Linked DNA regions of Danio rerio: region 1 is linked to region 2. Evidence: chromatin contacts called from public HiChIP or PLAC-seq data. All regions are on one chromosome and are shown on one strand. The core of a region is the stretch at or near the end of the contact, and the rest is flanking DNA. Distances in the headings are between cores, read along the strand shown. Region 1 holds the start of dact2 (dishevelled-binding antagonist of beta-catenin 2). Region 2 holds the start of eif3s6ip (eukaryotic translation initiation factor 3, subunit 6 interacting protein).

Region 1 (4,398 bases), core at 722-3,221, 170 kb before region 2:
CTTTTGCCATTCTCATTAAATTGGGTTAATCATCAGAAACGGACTGGCCCCCCTCAGAGCCCTTGATTTATGACCTCTCACTATGACCCCCAGCTGAGCCTGTGTTCAGTACTGGATTCAGTCATCAAGGGCACTGCCAAACCATGCACAAAATACACCATTAAATAGCCACTGCTGTACGGGAATGTGTGTGTTATGTACATATTCTCATTTGTTGCTGAAAAGTGGAAAGCCCTCTAAAATAATGCCAAATACCTGAGGAAAAAAATCACTAAACATCTGGTATATCTATCTACAGTAGTCAACATTTGAAGTAGATCAAAACTTTTCTTCAAAGTGATCCTGATACTGTTCAGCAACATTCATTCTTGTCTTAATTATTTTGATAATCAAGAAAAATGTTCTTGATCATTTTGAAAAAAAAAAAACTTTTACTGTAAATTCAACCAAATAGATAACATCCGTTTATCTCTTTATGTTAACACTAAATGGAGTTTTCAATAAGCCAGTAATAGTACTGGCAGCTATATGAATCGAAGTGCTTACTGTCTTGATGTTGTCAACATTTTTTTTCTTGGCTGGTGTAAATAGTCACATGACTTAAGCTTTTTAACCCCAGTTTGCTTCCTGAAGATACGATTGTCAAAGTTCCATAAAACTAAGGTAAGTAAAATCTAAAATAGCATAACATAAATACTATTTTTTAAATAATTTAATAATTAATTACTTTATAATTAATAATATCACAAGAACTCTTATGAGGACATGTTAGTGATTGAGCTGGAAAAATGGCTGTTTTCAATTGGAAGTAAACTATTGACTTAAATTGTAAAGTAGATTCAATAAAAAGCAATAACAAATATAAAGCAACTAATTAATATGTGTTGACTTCAACTTTACACTAGTAAAAATACCTTTTGCTATATACATTATGCACTTTTGACGAAAACAAACCAGATTTTCTTTAGCCTTTAATACGAATTGAGGTAAAGTTGGTTTTATATTATAGCATATTCAGACTTTCACCTTCTTAAAAAAATACATTTTTGGCCCACATCTTGCATTAAATAATACTGACACAACTCTGATTAACAGTAATAAGCAATTTAAAAAATATGATAATCTATGGATATGAGGTCAACCATATAATTTCAGGAGTTTAAATGGAAAATAACTGTCAAAGTACAACACTGTTCAGTTATCAGGTAAATAGCAGCCTACTAATGTCTTTAAATCATACATGCAATTTATGACTGAATATTTAAAGTAGCATTCCACAAATTGTCAAAAATAAACGAATGAACAAATATAAAACCAGCTTACACCTCATTTTAATAAGATAACAATTACATAATTAAGCTAGAAAAATACCCCAGTTTTTAATTACATAGTCGATTCAATGGTAGAATAAAAGAAACCAAACAAGAAGTAGGCTAATAATACATATGAACTAAATGGTTCATATATTTGACTACAGATTTCCATTTGTTTTACTTCATAGTTCACCCCTGTATACATTTCAGCAACTACATTTTTCATTTAAAGTGCATGTGTTTAAAAAAACCTTAATGTTTATATCTTGAATCTCTTTTGATTTCTTACCAGCTGTTGTTTGAGTAGAGAAAGTGTTGCCTCCAGCCTCAGCTCCTCTTTGCTCACGTTCTCTTGTTTTGATGGGTCTGGCTGGTCTCTGTTCAGGGTCAGCGCCCAGTGCACCATGGCACTCTGTTTGTCCCGCAGAAAGTGCAGCTCCTGCAGTCCGGCCAGCGCTGCGTGCAGCCTCTCTCCTGTCCTGCCCCGGTCCATTCCCGCACCCGCGCCTAGCACACCTGATCCAGGTATTTTTCTTCCCAGCATTATCAGACGTGCCGTTTAGACATATCCAGAGACTCCAGAAAATAATAATGAGATCCGCTATGCGACTGAGCTTCAACAGTGCGAATCAACTATTGTGTTTGGATGGAGCGCGTTAGTGTATACAATACCTGTACGGGGTGGTGTACAAACTAGCCACGCCTATATTCAGAAATCACACCCCTTCTCTTTGCTGATTGGCTGACTTTGGTTAAGGCTGCTCCGTTTGTCTGCCAATCATAATCAAGTAAATGCATAGGTGATTAATAATAATGAGGATACGTGATCAAACGCTCGAAGCGAATCAAGCTGAAAGGTATGTTAAAATGTATATTTAATAACCAAGAACAATTTTATTCTGCTAAACTAAAACAAATAGAACATTACGAACAACATAGAGCAAAGCACTAATAAAATTAGCCATTAAATAATTAATAAAAAAGCCATTAAAACCTTTTTTTTTTTTTTTTACTTGAAACTTTAAAGATCCTGTAATCCCACAAGGCTCTTATACTTTATTATGCTTATTTACACATATATTTGTTTGTCTTCTTTATATTTATTTTATTTTTTGTACACCCCTGACCCTTATTTGTATCCTTCTGTACTTTGTTCTTTAAGCATTAAATAATAATAATAATAATAATAATAATAATAATAATAATAATAATAATAATAATAATAATGATGATAATGATAATAATAATAAGTTAAAATTCATTATTCATAAGTTAGCTATAAAACCTCTTGGGGTCTCGTAGATTTCTAACAAATAAGACCTAACATATTGTTTCTTAAACTTATTAGAAGGACGTATTTATTTAACAAACATCAATTATTAACCAATATATGATTATACATATACATATATTTCATTGTTTTTACCTGAGCACAAAAGACATCCCTTGATCGTATTTAACTTGAACTGTTAGCTGTTAGCGCCCTCTTGCGTACAATGCCATAAATAAAAATCGTAAAACCTTAAAATATTATTACAGTTTTTCCCAATTGTTTACACACATTTTCTAAAAGCATGTCTCATATTGTCAGAACTTAACACACAAGTCATAAACACACACACACATTGGGCAAAACCCTTCAATTCTCCTGCAAAATGAAACTTTACATTCAAAACACAGTGATTGCTTCTCAAAATGGTATTTTGTTTTTAAATGACACACACACAAACATCACATGAGTAGACATTTATAAGAACTGGTTGATCGCTGATGTGCTTAATGTAAGCACTATGACCACTTCTTCTCCATTTAGCATAATGACTTACTGTAGGCCTTTTTTATTCAGTGTTACTCTGACTACAGACAGTAGGCATACAGAAGTGCATTGTAAAATATTTTAGAATACGGTTTTTATACAAAAACACAAATACAAAATATAATTTAGTGTATTTTTCTCACAAAAACAGTGTGTACAGTGTTCATCCAAATCAACACAAAGTTGCACATAACGTGATCTACATATACCATCAACAGACGTATTTACATCAGAAGACAGTTACAGTAAAAACAAAAAAAGTGTGGATTTCGGTCAGGCAGAAAATAATTCCTCAAGAAATGGAGAATATGGAGGGAGACCAACTAAAAAACGAGGGTGGGCAGTGAGCCAGTTATGAACCAGCTCTGATTTCTAAATTGCAATTAAGTGTGACAGGTGTTTACCCATGTGATGAGTTACTATGCAAAGTAAGACAACTGACTTTACAATTGTGAATGACAGTGTGAAACAAAACAAGATGTTTTCTGCATGAAAACTGTGCCAAATGCAGAGAATTGTGTGAAGTGTTTTGAAAAAAAGTGTGTTGTGCTTGTAGTTTAGCAGAATTGGTTCAGGGGGTTGGTGCATCAGTTACATGCTGTAGTCATTGTGTCTGAAGTACAAGTAATTGTGTGTAAACAACTAAGAAAAGCTGTATTACACTTGAAAATGAGTAAATTAAAATTAAAAATCTAGTCAAAATATTCTTCAATGTCAAGGAATCTATGGAAAATACTGGGAGACAACTTGAAAATGGTTGTTTCTCTGGAATTATAGAGGATTTGCTTATGTATGTATTAGGTATGTTCTTTTTGTTAGTGTTTGTTTTATTCTGTAAAGGTGGGATAACATTTCTTTCTCATTTAAAATAAATATTTTGACATTTATAGCCTTTTTCGGGTTATTCCACAAAATATTGATCCTGAGGTTAACCATAAGTAACTTATAAAAACATGGCACCTTTTTGTGTCATTTTATTTGCTTTAAACTGGAAAAAATAGTGTAAGTCATAAGTAGTTTACAGAATAAAACCAAAAATATGTTTTAATCAAACATATAGCTATATTGTAATTTAGATTTTTTTTTTTGTACATGAAATAAAAAAAAGGTGATGCTTTCAAATCGTCTGACAATATTCATTCATTCATTTTCCTTTGGCTTAGTCTCTGTTTTAGATGTTGCCACAGTGGAATGACCTACCAACTAGTCGAGCATATGTTTTACGCAGCAGATGCCAGCTGCAACCCCGTTCTGGGAAACATCCATACA
Region 2 (4,736 bases), core at 1,433-3,932:
CTTAAAGTAATTCAAAACAAACACTTTGAACCGCATTTCTCCTATTCTCTTCAAGCCAAATAAGTAGACATATGGCAGCAGTTATTGAAACTCATAACAGCCTCCATTCCCACGACTGCAGAGACAACTACACATGTGGGATTTGAGAGCCACGCTTATTTATCGCTAATTCAAAGGGCACACTTTCTATTTCTGCCTCTCGACTCGGTGCTGAAATCATTAGATCTTCGTTATAGCCTACAGTAGACACTGATTTGGGTGTGTTGCTGGAGACCAGATCGAAATAACTCTGTGTTTCATTATTTGTCTTGTTGACGAGTTGACGAAATACCTCATTATGAAAGGCAGTAAAATGAAGTAACTCATCTGCAAAGTGTTAAGAGTGCGTCTGACGGGCAGATGTGAGCGCTGAAATACTGGAGCAACTGCACCATCCACAGGACGCTGGTGGTAATGCAGCGCTATATCAGTTGGGGAAAATATGTCTAATAATAATAATAATAATAATAATAATAATAATAATAATAATAGCAATAATAATAATAATAATAATAATAATAATAATAATAATAATAAAAACTATTATTAGTAATATTATTACTATGCTGTTAAATATATACGTTTTTGTTTTGTTTAATTTAAATGATATGTGTAAATGTATTTATTTGTTTATTTACAAAGAGAATTACAGCTATCTAATCATCATCATCATCATCATAATAATCATAATAATTGTAATATGCTGCTAAATAGTATGAGTTTTTGTTATGTTTAAAGTAATTATTCTTTTGTTTATTTACATAGAGAATTGCAGCAATATAATAATATACTGTTAAATAATATATGTTTTTTGTGTAACTTTATTTATTTACGTAGATAATTACAGCTATATAATATTCATAATAAAGATAATATACTGTTACTATACATTTTTTGTTATGCTTAATGTAAATTGATTTATTTGTTTATTTACATAGAGGTATTACAGCAAAATAACAATAGGCCTAATAGTAGTAATAATCTGTTAAATAGTATACGTTTTTGTTTAATGTAAATGTTATGTATAAATGTATTTATTTATTTGTTTATTTACACAGAGAATTTTAGCAATATAATAATTAATATTAATAATAATAATAATATACTGCTAAATAGTATGCACTTTTGTTGTTTAATGTAAATGTATTTATTTCTTTGTTTATACAAGAGAATTCTATGTTTTTACATAGAGAGTTTCAGCAATATAATAATATTCTGTTAAATAATATGCTTTTGTTATGTTAATATAATTTTATTTATTTTAATAAAGAATTACAGCTAATAATAATAATAATAATAATAATAATAATAATATACTGCTAAATAGTATACGTTTTGGTTTAATTTAAATGTTATGTGTAAATGTATTTATTTTATTTGTTACCTCACATAAAGAATTAAAGCAATATAATAATAATAATAATAATAATAATAATAATAATAATAATAATAATATCAATAATAATAATAATAATATACTGCTAAATAGTATACGTTTTGGTTTAATTTAAATGTTATGTGTAAATGTATTTATTTTATTTGTTACCTTACATAAAGAATTAAAGCAATATAATAATAATAATAATAATAATATCAATAATAATAATAATAATAATGTACTGCTAAATATTATATATTTTTGATGTTTCATATAAATTTTTTTGTTTAAATGTTTATTTACATAGAGAATTGCCGAAATATATTAATATACTTGTATAATAATAATAATATATGTTTTGATATGTTTAATGTAACTTTATTTATTTGTTTACAGCTATAAAATAATAATTATAATAATAATAAAATACTGTAAAATAGTATACATTTTTGTTAAGTTTAATGTAACTTTATTCATTTGTTTATTTACATAGAGGTATTTCAGCAATATAGTAATAATAGTAGTAATAATAATAATAATAATAATAATAATAATAATAATAATGCTTTTGTTATGTTTAATGTAACTTTATTATTTACACAGATAATTAGGCTATATAATAATAAGAATTCTACTAATACTGCTAATAATAATAATATACTGATAAATAGAATACATTTTTATGTTCTATGTATATTTATTTATCAGCTTGTTTGTTTATTTACATAGATAATTACAGCAATATTATTTGCCAAAAAATAAGGTAAACATAATTATACATAATAATTTCAATATAGGTATACACAATAATTATGCATAGTAAAAAAAACTGATGGTAGAAATATACTGGGGAATTGCAATATGCTTAAAATTGTAATAAATAAATGTACTTATTAGAACTATTATAATAATTATTGTGGTGTCACGTGATTTAAAGCACTGGTCGGAGACCAAAGTATTTCCATTTTGAAGTATTTCTATTACTGTACATTACTATTATCGTTACTGCAATGTGTCAAAATAAAAGTGGAAGTGCTCAAATGAAAACGTTATCATGTACACAAAAGCCTGACAATCCAAATGTTCTAGAAATATTAAAGTATAGACGTTTATAACATTCGTTATATTCGTTACATTCGTTAACATTATGACATTCGTGTATAACTCACTTTCTTTCGGGACGATTCCGCCAGTGGCCCACAATGCTTTGTCCGTTCCCTGCGTCACCGGAAGTATGTGCAGTGAACTTCCTCTCTCTCCTCCGCGCGTGCTTTGCGGCTGCTGTGGAGTTTATGAAAGGTTTATTAACGGATTAAACTCCAAAAACAGGGATAAACATCCACCATGTCTTACCCGGCAGAAGAAGAAGATGTAAACGTACGTGTCTTAAATACTTAAAGTCGTGTGTGATAGATTAAAACGTATAACGCATGTTGGTCTTTATCAATGGAGCATCTCGATCCGTCCACAGCTTCATTCTGTGCATTGAATTACAAAGCTCGTCCTGGATTTAAATGGTTAATACGTCTGACTAATGCTTGTTTACTGTGTGTTTTTGTTCACAGTATGACCCGTATAGCTACCCCAATGACTACGACTATCACACCGGTGAGTTATGACACATGACGGTCTTATATACGTTACTGCAAAAAGGAGGTTCTCGCTCAGACCAACAACTTTTTTTTTTTTTCCTTTCTGGTGCCTACACTTCTTTTTTCTCAAGAAGTGGACCCTTATGCAGTTATATTCCTCATTTTCTATGTAGTTATGAGATTTAGTGACATTTTAGGCTCAGTTTTTTAGCTGAATTAGCTTGGCAGATGGTCATCACAATCAAACTTTTTAATATACCAAAAACATTAACCAAACATTTAGAATAAAGAAATATAAAAAATGCTTATATTTTTATAAAATAAAAATGTATTACATCATATATATATATATATATATATATATATATATATATATATATATATATATATATATATATATATATAAATGAGCAATTCCATTTAAATGTCAACCTTGCCATGAAAAAAATAGGTTTCTACATGTTTTGGGTAAGCAAGTATTTTACAGTACTTTAAAAATACTCAAAAGTGTCTTTGTCTATGTTTTTAAACTATTATAGTCGATTTACCAAAACCACACAAGTGTCAGTTTCACATCTGGCTGATTCTTCTAAATTTAAAATCAAAGGGCTGTTTAGAGCATTTTAGTTAATTATTATTAATATTATTATATAATGGAACACAACATCGATATTTTAAGTTGAGAAATCATTATTTGGTGAAATAGCCATATTTTCCAAACATCAACAAGTGAAAAAAAATATCTTGTCATAATTTTCTGACAGAAAAAAATTTAGAAATTGATAAGCATTTTATCCCACATGCCTAATAAGTCCTGACAATTAATAGATGTCATCATTTTGAAGTAGTCTCTTACTTAAAAACAAACATAAGACGCTTCACTGTGCTCTGTCTATAATAAAACACTGTCTATTTTTGTGTGCGCAAATCTTCACTGACTCATAAACTATATTTTGCAGGTGATCCTAAAGCTGATCTGGCTTATGAACGTCAGTATGAGCACCAGCAGACTTACCACGTGATTCCCGAAGTCATAAAGAACTTCCTGCAGTATTTCCATAAAACCATCTCAGACCTTATCGATCAGAAGGTTTACGAGCTGCAGGCCAACCGCGTGTCCAGCGAGAGCATTGAGCAGAAGATCTATGAGATCCAGGATGTTTATGAGAACAGGTGTGGAACCGTTGAGTAATAACACTGATTACATTCTGATGTTTGGAAATCTTGATGTATATATTCATATTTTAATTATAGCTGGAACAAGCTTACAGATCGCTTCTTTAAGACGTCTCCATGGCCGGAAGCAGAAGCCATCGCATCGCTGGTTGGAAACGGTGAGGGAATCATTGTTTGCTCCATTCAGGAATCGGAGTTTGTGGATTGATCTGTTTGCTGAAAGGTGTTCCTGTGATCTTTATTTTTTTTAGTGCTGTTGGACAATTAATCATGTACAATCGTGTGTTTATAAATATAAATATATATACATGATTTCCGCTACATTTATTCTTCCATGGTGGCGCGCTACGCCAAAATTCATCCTGCCACGGATACATTACAGCTTCTCATTCAAAACATTCTATTTTTTTAATAGCTGGTAATAATCGCACCAAAATGTATTAAAGGGTGAGTGAATTATAACAGCGCAAATTTTCTGTAACCGACCGTAGGAGTGCTGTGCGTCATTTGTTTTATTCTTTAAGGTCTTGTGCTGACAAACTGACTTCCTG

The links. HiChIP or PLAC-seq counts read pairs in DNA pulled down with a chosen protein or histone mark.
Region 1: a contact with region 2 is called in an H3K4me3 HiChIP or PLAC-seq map of pancreas, with 10 times the contacts expected there. The contact joins the promoter of dact2 here to the promoter of eif3s6ip in region 2. A contact is called at or near these places in 9 of 18 Hi-C or Micro-C datasets (caudal fin, embryo, hematopoietic stem cells and 1 more) and 4 of 4 datasets of contacts at active chromatin or transcription factors (caudal fin, embryo, gastrula embryo and 1 more).

The regions. Positions count from the first base shown.
Region 1 is chr13:47,005,409-47,009,806 of GRCz12tu, reverse strand. dact2 (dishevelled-binding antagonist of beta-catenin 2) reads right to left here and starts at 1,971. Exons shown (of 4, transcript NM_001077794.2): 1 at 1,603-1,971. The coding sequence starts at 1,857.
Region 2 is chr13:46,832,689-46,837,424 of GRCz12tu, reverse strand. It overlaps eif3s6ip (eukaryotic translation initiation factor 3, subunit 6 interacting protein), which reads left to right and starts at 2,682. Exons shown (of 15, transcript NM_213128.1): 1 at 2,682-2,794; 2 at 2,983-3,025; 3 at 3,969-4,182; 4 at 4,264-4,343. The coding sequence starts at 2,762.